Regions from separate parts of the Oncorhynchus mykiss genome. Here region 1 is linked to region 2. Evidence: chromatin contacts called from public Hi-C data. All regions are on one chromosome and are shown on one strand. The core of a region is the stretch at or near the end of the contact, and the rest is flanking DNA. Distances in the headings are between cores, read along the strand shown. Region 1 overlaps LOC110524308 (RNA polymerase II elongation factor ELL). Region 2 overlaps LOC110524305 (histone-lysine N-methyltransferase, H3 lysine-79 specific).

Region 1 (6,065 bases), core at 336-2,835, 34 kb after region 2:
CATCATTGTAGTGCCACAACAAGAACCTCAAATGACAAATGTGACCTAGGTATACAGGACAACAGGATAGTTAGAATCAGAGAGTCACTGTAAAACTAGAACCTCAAAGGAAGACTTGGAACTTTCAACAAATGCAGCAGGACAAAATGAGAGAGTAAAAGAGTGAGAAATGGTCACTGTAGTACCACTAAAACTAGAACCAGAAATGTAAGAGGAACTCCCAAGAAGTGCACGACAAAATGATAAATTATCTGGGAGAGAAATTCTTTACATTATGCAGAGATCACAGTAGCAATAGAAAATGGATGCTACTGTAAACCATTTGAATCCTGCTTATGGGCAATTTAGAACACACCAGTAGATTCCTTGTCAAAAAGTGTATGTTCTTTTGCATTATGTCCTGTAGGATCATCCTCAGATATAGTGGAGAGATGCCATACGAGTGCTCAGTGTTACAAGCGCTTCATTTGAAATTCTGACCTCATCAAGCACAGACTGGTCCACTCTGACCAACAACCATACTCCTGCCCCATCTGTGGCAAAAGCTTCAAGCTGATGTTGACAAGCATCAGGTGGTGCATGAAGACATTCTTCCCTTCGTCTGTGCCTAGTGTGATAAAGGCTTCAAGCAGGCAGCCTGCCTGACAAAGCATCAGAAATTCCACAGAAGAACCCTTCGGGTGCACCATCTGTGGGTGCAACTTTAAATGGGAGGTGTCACTAAAGGACCATTTGCATTTCCACAAGGGTGGGATGACCTTTGTCTGCCCAGAGGAGTGCTGTGGAGGGCGACTTCAGCCATCGCTCAACCTACCTGCAGCACTTTCGTACACACAAGAAGTATGAAGAGCACTCCTGACAGTTCTGCAGTGCTGAAGCATGAACGCACATACACTCAACAGCACGGGTCCGAAATCTAGTCTGGCTGATACCAAACTCGAAGTTTTCCTGACTTCAGAGTCTAGAAAGGGTCCTTGATGTTATAGGCACAATGCATCTAATGAAGAGGGCTGTGCTTTTTTGCTGATTGGTTCACTTGTGTCTTTCTCACTCCGGCACCCACATGGACAGCCATGCACATTTTCTACGCGTTTTTTTTTTACATTCTTTGCTTCCACAGGGAAGGGGTGGATTTTAGGGGGGGGGGGTTTAGGGTATAAGTGGTGGTTGGATGGAGACATGTTGGATGGGTGGGGGAATGGGAGGCTCAGGATGGAAGCTCATTTTTGTTTCCAAATTAAAATGATCAACACTTTGTATTTATGTAATCTCCTCCTCCAACAGTGTTGAGTCTGTACATATGCATGGACCTGTTGTGTAATGATCAAATATGGAGGTGTGGAGGTCATTTAAATCAGCCAGATACACTCAAACATTACCTACTTTCCCAAATTAGGGTGGTGATCTGTACTTCTAATCTACAGAGCATATCTCAGCCCTATCTTTAGGGCAGACAATTGAGAGGATTATGCCTTACTGACAGACCAATGGACACACAGGCAAAGCCCTTAATCTCTGGTGTAGTTATAAACATGTCAGGGGCTCTGTAGAGAGGCTGAATAGTGTGTGGTAGTGTTTGTTGAGTGGAAGGAGGGGGCAAGCCTGGAGTCCACCAGGAACAGGGCAAGCTGCCAAACTGAACTCGCTGACACCCCTCCAGCTCCCTGAGCTGAGGCCAACATTCGTACGGGAGCCAAAGGCAGCTTAGCCTGGCCAACTGGATAAATGTATGGATTTCTGAGATCTTTCAGTGCGTCAGATTGCGGCCCTCCTGTTAGCCACACACAGCCATGCCAATGCCTTTATTGGAGTCAAATTTCAAGTGTATCAGGCAGGAAAACTAAACATTCCTGTGGGATAGAATGAAGCTCAACAGAACCAGAAATACACAGCATACACACGGCCTATGGAATGGTATTCTGATAAGTACATGAGATTGTGCTTTCCTGGGCTTTACCAACCCGATATTGAAGACCCCCGATATTGAAGAGAGATTTTTGTGGTAACGGAACCTCACACTAATGTAGCCTCAGTGTTCGCTCCAAGGCCAAATAGCATTGTTGCTGCACATAGAAGCTTTCTCCTGATTGATAGTCATGGACACAAACTGCAATCAAAAAACAAAGTACTACTGCCCCCAAGAGGATTGTGAGGCAATACATCCAGTTTCACTGTTGACGTCAACACTGTACTGTCTCAATATCTCTACATGCCATGATGTGGCTTCTTTACAATGGTATTCATATTAATCAAGGACAGGTGAGACAAGATACAATGGAGCTCAACAAATTCAGATACTATTGTTTAGTCAATAGAAAAGTCAAACGTCTGCCACAATTTCTTATCAGGCTCCAATGATTCATGTCCACAGGGCTAAATATAGGCTTCCTGGCAAATTATCATGGGGAAATCATATTTAGAAATGGGGCAGGAAACAGTACAATTATTAGTAAAACAACTGACGACCATGGGCAATTAAGGTACTAGGAAGGAGGAACAATTTAGAACCAAAGGAACTGCTATAGAAAGTAACCCCTTTCCTGTATTCAGTAAAATTTCAGGTTACGACTGAAAAGGGGTAAGGAAAATCATGATCACGAATGTTTAGAATTTGACAGTTGTAATATTTAACTCTTCCCTCAAACTCAATGTGTGGTTTGTGCGTTTCAAATGCGATACAATAAAGTGCAATAACCACCTCAGAATGACCCAAAATAAGGATTTGAAAGAATTTTATTGAAATATGTCCATTTCAGACCTAATCCCTTATGGTTTCAAAAAGCGTGCTTTGGGTTTCAGTGCCAATATCCCAGACTCTCCTCCGAAGCCATTTCTAGTCATATGAAAACCTATACAACAGGTCATTTGGCACATTCAACTCATACCATAGTGTTCTGAACTGGCAATTCATACTAAAAACAACTTAGCTCCATATCTGAGCAAATAAATGCCTTAACCATCTTTATTGATGAGAACGGCATCAAAATAGATTTGACCGCAAGAGAAATGTATACAGTAATCCTTTCAGAATGTCACTATAAAACAACTCACTCCGAGATGAAAAGTCACTTATTCAAAGGGTTCCACGGTACTGGGTGATGCTGAGAATTGATTCTGGTCACGAAACATTCAATCCAGGGGCAATCTCAAATCGGCCCCAATAATCAGCATTGTGATAAATGAATCGCTGAGCATTGGCCATGTTTGGATTTCAGGAGGTGATGATACATTACATTGAAACATCTGAGCGCATGGATATCCCATTTGAAGTGAGTAAGAGCCCCCTCACGTCGTAACCAAAGACTTTAAATTTCATAGGGCAAATGACGTCAACTAAATCAACAATTCTTTGTCAAATGGTAAGTAGAACATAATCAAATGATTTTGCTGTTTGCTCGATTCATGGGAGAGCATTATTTTGCTATTAATGCTGGTCAGAAATAGTTACCATAGAGGTTTTATCAGGCCTGTGCTTGGATTTCCTTAGGAAGCGGTTTTAAGTAAAGATACAAATACTGGTCATTGTAACATTCATAAAGCACGAACTCTGATGGACAAAGGGAAACGTCTCATTTGGACAAAACCCAGGTAAGAGTAACAAGATTAACTATTTATCATATTCACGTAGAAAGGTCGATCAGAAAGGCATTAGTTGACTAGACCAAAATTTACTGAACAGTGATTTTGGGAGAGCTCAGTGACAGATTCCAAAAACATTACAGCGTTCCTGATCATTTGTGAGTTCAGGACACAAGATCTGGAATACTTTAGCCTGGCAGATACAAAGATAAGTCATCCACTCCATTTGGAAGATAGGCGAGGCTGGTCTTGGGTTAACAGTCTTGACAATCATGTAGATGAACAAGTACTAGATATAGGAAATAAAACCCTTATTTAAGAGCCAATTGTTTGCATGAATTAGAGGGAAATTATACTACCAATATATTCAAGTACACTTTAAAACAGTCGCAAAGAAAACAGTTACAATAGTAAAAGCTGCTGCATGGGGTATACTAATACTGTATCTTCCAACTTGTGATTAAACAGACTACGTTAGGTCAAAGCACCGATTATTTCATCTTCCCTGTATGCATTAGTTGATAAAAATACAAGGATCCAAATTTGCCTGGTGTACATGGCAGTTGGTCTGGCAAATTGAGTCTGACACCATTGTGAACTGGGTTAACTGCATAGGGAAAACGACCTCGACCCATTGCATACAGGCATAGCCAAGTACCATCACCGTAACCATATGAAAAACAAATCCGAGCTTGCCCTGACTGGTGGTGAAAAAACACTTTCCCAGCTTGTGTTAACCCTTTAAATTCAGTAAGCTCCTATCACCTGAGGCTGCTCTTACATGATGTCCTTCTGGTTAAGACATTTGAACAATATGTAAGAAAAGCCAAGCAGAGGCACCTATGCCTGACTGGATTTTGTATAGCATTGTCTTTATTAAATTGATGGGGATAGGTGCATCTCTAAAAAGGAAAGAAAATAATGAACTGCAACAGATGGACAATTTGATTGCCAAGGCAGTTTTTGCATAAAATACTGACTAACATTCAAGATGTGAAGAAAAAAACAAAAACAAGACACTGCTTTGTAGTACTGATATTGAGGAGTGTAAAATAACAGAACTTGTTACTCCTATAGAAGAACAAAAATGAAATAATAAATTAAAAAAACAGTAAAATAGAGTTTAGAACCTTCCATTTCAATATATGGGGAAAAATGTGATACCATAATTCATTACATTTTATCTGTTCTCAAACAAACTATTTGCATTTGGCATAAGATCTGCCGACTCCATTTCAGTGTCACCACCACGGCCCAGTCTACAAACCAGGAAAGGCTGTTTGGAGATCTCCAAAGAATGTGTTTATTCCATTTCGAGAGATCTCTGTGCACTTAGGACAGAGTATGAGAAAGAGTATGAGAAACAGCACGCAAAGCTTTTCCGGATGCAGTGTAGCTACACAGAGATCTGGCCAAACATGCCAGTGTCACATCTTCGAAAGAAAAAAACAAAAAGAAATGTGGTCTGCTTTGTCCTCACTAGTGCTTTTGGCCCCAATGAGGGGAATCATCCATCCCTTCATGGCATATTTAGGAATAATCCCTCCCTTCATGGCATCTTTAATAAGTTATTTTAGAGCTAACAGAATCCAGAGTTTCTCTTCGGTTTGCAGAGAGAAAAGAGAAAATGTCAACCAGTCCAGTTTTGAAGTTGCTGTTGATCATACTTTGCTATAAGTTTCTTTATATGTGACAGTTTGCTGTGTAGATATTCACAGCGGTTCTTCTCTTGGCTATAGTTTGGATTCGTCTGTGAAGGAAAGTTTAAAAGTTTTAAATCAGTGTTTGTTGAAAAATGACCTGAGCAGCTTTATGAGAAACAATCGTCAGATGCAAAGATTACCTTTTTTATTTTACGATACTCTTGGAGTATCTGGTTGTGGATTGTCTAAAAGAAAAGACAAAATGGCAAAACAATTAATAAACGTGTCAATCAGTGATTGTCAGAACATTAACTACAAATTAATTCTGAAGTTGAACATTGGAATAATAATAACACAACACCATATTGAATCCTGAAGTTGAACATTGGAACAATAACACCATATTGCAGCTTAGGTAGAACCGTAGACAGTATGCGTCAGTGGGCCAAAGGGGTCGTACCTTGTACTTGTCTGTGCCTTGTTGGAGCTGCTTAAGCTCAGTGTCGAGCACAGTGAACTGCCGGGTGATGCCCTCTATCCGAGCGTGGAGGCCCCGGTACTCACTATACTCAGTATTAAAGTAATTCTTGTATGTTTGACGCTGCTCGGAAGAGCCAATCACTGTATACTCCCTGTTCAGAAAGAGGAAACAGAATGCAGAACTAAGAGTGGAGTACTTCAATGAAATAGCTTTCAATTGCACAATTTCCTAATACATGTGGTTTATTAAGAGGTAGGAAGTGCTTACAATAAATAGTCTGCCATCTCAGTCGATGACGAAGGAACACTGGTGTTGTTGCACATTCCATTAAGATCTGAAAGGAAGCACAAGGTTACTTTGTA
Region 2 (6,321 bases), core at 3,743-6,242:
ATGTTACGAGTAGGCAGCATACCAATTCATTAAGGATGGGATGAACACAACCCAGTGATTACTATCAGCCTCAACCCACAACACAAACACCCCCGTGACCGCTCAACTCTGCTCAGGACGCCATGCTGCGAGTATGTGTCAGCGTGAGTTGCCGAAGCAGTGTGTGTATGTGTGCTCAGCTCTGTGTGTGTGTGTGTGTGTGTGTTGAGTCCCAGTACAGTGGCGGTTTAGCAGGCTTAGGAGCACGAGTGAGATAGTATTGTCCATTGGTCCACACCTGTCCATTTGCATAGGTTACGTTGGGTTGAGGTAGATATTCTTCAGTTACCTGCCAGGCAGAGGAAAGAGCCAGGGTCAAAACCAAATGCTGGCAATTAGCATATATAAAAGCAGGACAGGAGACTGCTCCTGAAGAGTGGATTTGTCAGAGTTAAAAAGCACCAAAAATAAATGTTTAGATTATAACAGGTATTGTTATGATTTATTCACAAACCTACAATAATGATAAATGCCATTTAGCAGACGCTTTTATCCAAAGCCAATTTTCTCCAAAGCTACTTTTAGCCAAAGCGTCATGCATCATACATTTTTCGTATTGGTGGCCCCAGCGGGAAAGAGGAGTATAACTCACCTTGTTAGAACTGAATAGCAGCTTTGGAAGCACAGGAAAACCAGGTTGTCTGTGTGTCTCTCCCTACCAGTCTCTTCCTCTTATCCCTCTGATTGACCCACACCCCCCTACCACATCCCCCACCCGCCCCTCACCCTATGCCCTATCTAGGCCGGGAGCCAGGGTGCTGAGAGGACGACGTGTAGGAAGCAGGCAAGCCCAGAGTCCTCCACATGCTGACCCCACCTCCTGAGCTACTGGCCTGGGTTGGAGGGGGCAGATGAGGGGGGTAGTGCACTGTGAAGCTACGAGAGGAAGGTGAAGAAGAGGAGGAGACAGAAGCAGAGGAGGAGGAGACCGAGAGAGAGGACTGTACTCTCTGTTGCTGGAGAGAAGAGGGGAAGGCCTCAGAGCGAGACGAGGGACTGGGGTCAGAGGACGAGACTGAGGAGGAGGAGACGTTGAGATATGGTGGTGGGGGGGGCAGGGAGAGCGTGGGGGGTGGAGGGGTGTGCAGCACTGTTTGGGTGCGGCTGTGCTGGGAATGGGAGAGGGGGAGGGAGGAGGATACAGAGGCCAGGAAGGAGGAGCCTGACTGGGGGGCAGGATGTTGGTGCTGCTGGGAGGAGGACAGACTGAGCAGAGAGCTGAGGCCTCCTGAGGCTGGCAGCGCAGCCCCAAACTGATGGGAGGACACTGAGGGCACCACGTGGTGAAACATGCCTGTGGATTAAACAGCGAGAGACGGAGAGATGGGGGAGGACACAGAGAGAGAGACACTCAGCCAGGATTTGTATAGCGCCAAGCGAGTCTTACAGACAGGCACACAGAAAGCAGACAGAGACATGTCACTATAAAAGGGTCGACTGAATCAGCTGTTATAGACCAAAGGCCGTTCCTCTGAAATTAACTAAATGTTTTGTGCAAATAAAACAAGTCTAATCATAGTGAAACGTCTCTGAATTACACACACATGACCAGCAGCATTAACACCAACACCCAAAGAAAATGCAGATCAAGTTCCTTTAATTAATTAATAATCACTGTAATTTGTAAATACTTCAGAGTATTACAGTATAGCTAACCAACACAGACAATTGTAGGCTATATCACAGTATACAGATTGAAGGGCATTATCCATGCCCGTGGCCAAGTATATCATTCTTAAGATCTGCTCTCTTCAAAATGTTAGGCATTTTCCAAGGGTGTCCAACTCAGCATCTGTTCAGCCAGTCCATGGCAAAGCAAAGCAGCAAGGGCGTTCAGACAGGCAGCAGGACAGGGCTCCCACTTACCTGTGTCCATCAGTAGGCCTCTCCGATTGACTTCCTCTGTACCACTGTCTAACACACCCAATCTGAGGACTCTGATCTCAGTCTACCCCAAACCATACCCAATAGTGTTGCTGAATGGAAGGAGACTGGTTAGAGTGGGTGTGTCAGTGGGCCTCACCTGCCAGCCCAGCGCTGGAGAAGCTCCCCAGGGAAGAGTGTCCGTTGACCAGGCGCGGGGCCCCGCTCACAGAGGTTCCGGACGTCTGGGTTCCGAACAGGGACTGGAGGACAGAGGCGCCCCCAAGGCCCAGGTAATGTCCCACAGAGGCCCCTGAGGCTGAAGATACAGGGCTGCCCCCTACCTTACCGCTCAGGATACCCCCGCTGACGGCTGCAGAGATGAAGAGATTCTGGCTGTTGCCCATGCTGCTGGATGTCTTCAGCTCCCACTCACCCCGGGGCTTCTGTTTGGGCATGGCCTGCCTCTCAGAGCTGCTTCCTCCCTGGGCCCCTGCCCCCGGCCGGCCCCCAGACTCCTGGCTAAGGAAGGGGTTAAGGGGGATGTCCTGAAACCCTGAGGGCTCGCCCCCGGCCCCCTCGCACCCCCTCCTCTGCTGCTGCGGTTTGTGATCAGAGTCTGAGTCCGTACCCGTGCCCAGGCCCCGCGGCTCTCTCCCTGTGCCAAAGGGGGAGCCCCCCTGCCTCACCTCGGACAGGGGCTGCTTGAGGTCAGAGATGGGGGAGAAGGTGGATTTCCACTTGCTGTTGGATGAGGAGGAAGATGAAGAGGAGACCTCACTTCCTGTGCTGTTACTGCTGCTGCCTCCTGACTTCCTTCCTGTTAACCCAATAGAGAATTTTATTTTATTTTAAAAAGAGCACAAGAAAAAGCACAGTAGATAGCAGACAGTGATATCATGTTAATTATGCAGGCTTCAGCAGTCACATTATGGGATGTTCCTTACCGCGCTCCCTGTCCCCTGGTCTGCCTGGTCCATCTCTGCTCTCCAAGGAAATAGTGGCAATCTTCCTTTCAATTCTAAAACAAGACAAATACAAGAAAATTCAACTTCAAAACGTACTGTTCTGTAGAAATGAGTGTGCAACCACACGTTATTTTTTTGCTTCACCGTTTACTATACCTTGAGCTGGAGCTGTCCGCGGGGTAGCCAGAGTCATCATCAGAGCTGGGTGCGGAGGAGTAGCATCCTGAGCCATTCATCTCCAGAGGGCGTTCTCGCTTCAATACAGGGGGCTGGTCCATGTCTGGACCACAGGGGCTACATCCAGACTGCTCCGGGGAAGAGATGGCAGCGATCTCCAGAGGCTGGTTAATGTTGTTCACCTGACACGACAAACACAGAAAACAGGGTTAGCCCTTTTTTCCCCCTACCTTTATTTAACCAGGTAGGCTAGTTGAGAACAAGTTCTCATTTAACTGCGACCTGGCCAAGATAAAGCAACGCAGTGTGACACAGACAACAACACAGAGTTACACATTGAGTAAACAATTAACAAGCCAATAACACAATAAACAAGTCAATGACACAGTAGAAAAAAAGAAAGTCTATATACAGTGTGTGCAAAAGGCATGAGGTAGGCAGGCAATAAATAGGCCATAGGAGCGAATAATTACAATTTAGCAGATTAACACTGGAGTGATACATGAGCCCTAACCCAGGGTTTCCCAAACTCGGTCCTCGGGACCCCAAGTGTGGCACGTTTTGGTTTTTGCCCTAACACTACACAGCTGATTCAAATAATCAACTAATCATCAATCTTTGATCATTTGAATCAGCTGTGTGTTTAGGCAAAAACAACTACATGCGCCCCCATTCAAGTCCCAAGGACCGAGTTCGGGAAACCCTGCCCTAACCCTAAAGCTACAATATGTACCCTTTTGGTCGACCTGACAAAATTCACAAAGAAATATGAGTTATAGATCTGTCATTCTCAAAGAAAACAAGTCTAAGAAGCGGTAGATCTGTTCTATGCTTCCGTTTTTAAGTTTTGTTTTTGCATCTTACTTTCGGTTTTGCACACCAGCTTCAAAAAGCTGAAAAACACATTTTTGGTAATGGAAAAGATACTTCACAGTGGTTTGGATGGTACAATTATTGTCTACTCTATACTTCCTTGTTTTGTCATACAAACTGAAATTAGGAGAACTTAGAATTTTAGAAACCAAGAATTGGTGGAGAGATTTGTACATTGTGCATCTTTAGCCTACAGTTAAAATATGTATTCAGTAGGGCCTAGATAGGAATCCAACAACTCTTGTAGCAAGTACTGCATTGCAACCAACTTAGCCATTGAAGCCGTGTACCACGTTTTAAAGAACAGGGAAGCAACCTGAACGTAGCTTGACTCACCATGGTGTTGATGTTGAGTGGGGATCCTGATGGGTGATTGGTGGAGCTGAGCCCAGGAAAGGACTTCCTCTTTGGGGAGCCACTGGCAGGTTGAGCCCCCGTTGAGCTTCGCTTCCTCCTCCCACGCTTGCGTTCCTCCTGAGACCCATGGCCGTGAGAGTTTGTGTGTTGGGAGCCCGGCGAGTGGTGGTGGTTGTTGTGGTTACTGTGGCTACCTAGGTGATGCTGGCTCTGTCTGGCCGAGCCGAGGCGGAGGCGAGAAGCGGCGCCCCCAGAGGAGGAGGAAGACGATGAAGAGGAAGAAGAGAAGAACATGCGGCGTCTGGACTCGCTGTCCTGGGGCTCAGAGTCAGACTCGCCCTGGCGCTCGGCCCTGTCCTCAGGGAGGATTCTGGGGGTGCCGTCAGCATACTGGAGGACCCCTCCGGTGCTGAGGGGGGGGCTGTGGCCTTGTGTTGGTCCCATTGGAGGGGCACCATGAGGGGGAGGGGAGGGGGCAGCCCCGTCCTGTTCCTCAGAGTGAGAGCCTCCGTTCATCAGCCCTAAGCTAGAGGAGTACCCTGAAGAAGGACAGAGGGGGTTGGACACTGGTCAGTCATGATATGTCTCAACACATGCAGGATTCAATGGATGATATAGAGTGTATTTGGGACTGCTTACCGTTGGTCTGGCCTGTCTGGGACACAGGACTCGGTGTGCTCCTCTACAAAAACAAACACAGAGCGCTTGAATCAACACAGTGGTTTATTACAGCAAACAGGACGTTACTACCCAGTCGGAAAGCTACCTGTAGCCCTGCCATTCTCTAAGCCAGTGGTTCCCAAAGTCAGTCGGCCTTTCAACTTACTTTGGAAAGTTGTAATCGTAGAATGCACAAGGTACAACTTCGAAATTGGATAGTAAATCAACAGTTTCCCTCGTGTCATGTCAGTCATTGCAGACCTTCGTGAGCTACAGTATTTATAACTTGTCAGAAATATCCAGATCAACTGTCCAGAGTGAAAAAGTTTGGGAACCACTGCTCTAAGCCAGAGTTATAGGAGCCATATGTACCCACCAGTCTCTCTGCTCGGCTGGGCAGCACCACACTGGCCAGGGGGATGCTAACAGGGAGTTTGCTGGGGTGCACTGTGCTGAGGGGGATACTGATGGGCAGGCTGGTGATGGCTTCACCCGGACCCCCTGCTGGACTCTTCTCCTTACCCCCCTGGACATCACACACACACACACACACACACACCAGTCAGACAGACTGAGTACATACTGTGTGTGAATCAACAGGGTAGGCTGTGTGTCAGTGTGTGGACAGAGAGGACAGACAGTTACCCTCTCAGCACTCCTGAGTATGTTGTTCTGCTGACTGTCTGATGAGTTGGGAGACAGGCAGCTCAGTTTAGCGCCTAGTGGAGAGGTGATGGCGCCCATATCCCCCCTGCAGGAGTAGAAAAACAGTCAGGAATACTGTCCTCAACAAACATGGAACACATCTCCATGTTTTCAGGACAATCTACTATGTCAGTCTGTTGATAACTAACCTGAGACTAGAGTCCTGCATCGGGTCGGATACCCACGGTTCCTCGCGGTTGATCCGAAAAAAAGAAAAAATAAAATCTGCTGGCGGGTGGAATGAAAACATTCTTTCAACCAGCGGGTCGGCTCGCGGTTCAGAACAATTATATTGCGTTTAACGTTTTAAATCAAGATAATATTTTTTTGGAGCTTGTTCTGTTAAATTGTGTCTGGTGAATTCAATTAGGCTATGTGAGTGGTGAGGCAGACACAGCCTAGGCTACCAGCCATGCAGCGAGAGAGTGGAGCAGGAACTGTCCATTTGTTGTGTGGTGCTGAAACGTTCCTAATTTGTCCACGTGCAGAGAGCTTATGTTCCCTTCTGCCACACAACGATACATTGGCAACGTATGGTTGGTTAACGTAACAGGAGAAATAAAAAGAAAGGTTATGATGAATACACCATCGTGGAAACAGGTGCTGCACGAGTGAAATCCTCGGTTTTGGAAGGCTTTTGGAGTCATTGTGGACAAGGAGGACAACAACCCAGTAGATG

Evidence for each region. Hi-C and Micro-C count contacts between places; a contact is called where the count stands out from the background.
Region 1: a contact with region 2 is called in a Hi-C map of liver, with 7 times the contacts expected there. A contact is called at or near these places in 3 of 3 Hi-C or Micro-C datasets (blood and liver).

The regions. Positions count from the first base shown.
Region 1 is chr5:63,866,631-63,872,695 of USDA_OmykA_1.1, forward strand. It overlaps LOC110524308 (RNA polymerase II elongation factor ELL), which reads right to left. Exons shown (of 12, transcript XM_021603834.2): 9 at 5,971-6,037; 10 at 5,683-5,854; 11 at 5,423-5,467; 12 at 2,716-5,329. The coding sequence ends at 5,210. Among protein-coding and RNA genes, the nearest start is that of LOC110524305, 15 kb to the left of the region's middle.
Region 2 is chr5:63,829,344-63,835,664 of USDA_OmykA_1.1, forward strand. It overlaps LOC110524305 (histone-lysine N-methyltransferase, H3 lysine-79 specific), which reads right to left. Exons shown (of 29, transcript XM_021603829.2): 21 at 5,583-5,688; 22 at 5,314-5,463; 23 at 4,917-4,959; 24 at 4,257-4,816; 25 at 3,027-3,229; 26 at 2,850-2,923; 27 at 2,063-2,722; 28 at 632-1,333; 29 at 1-328. The coding sequence ends at 774. Among protein-coding and RNA genes, the nearest start is that of LOC110524306, 10 kb to the left of the region's middle.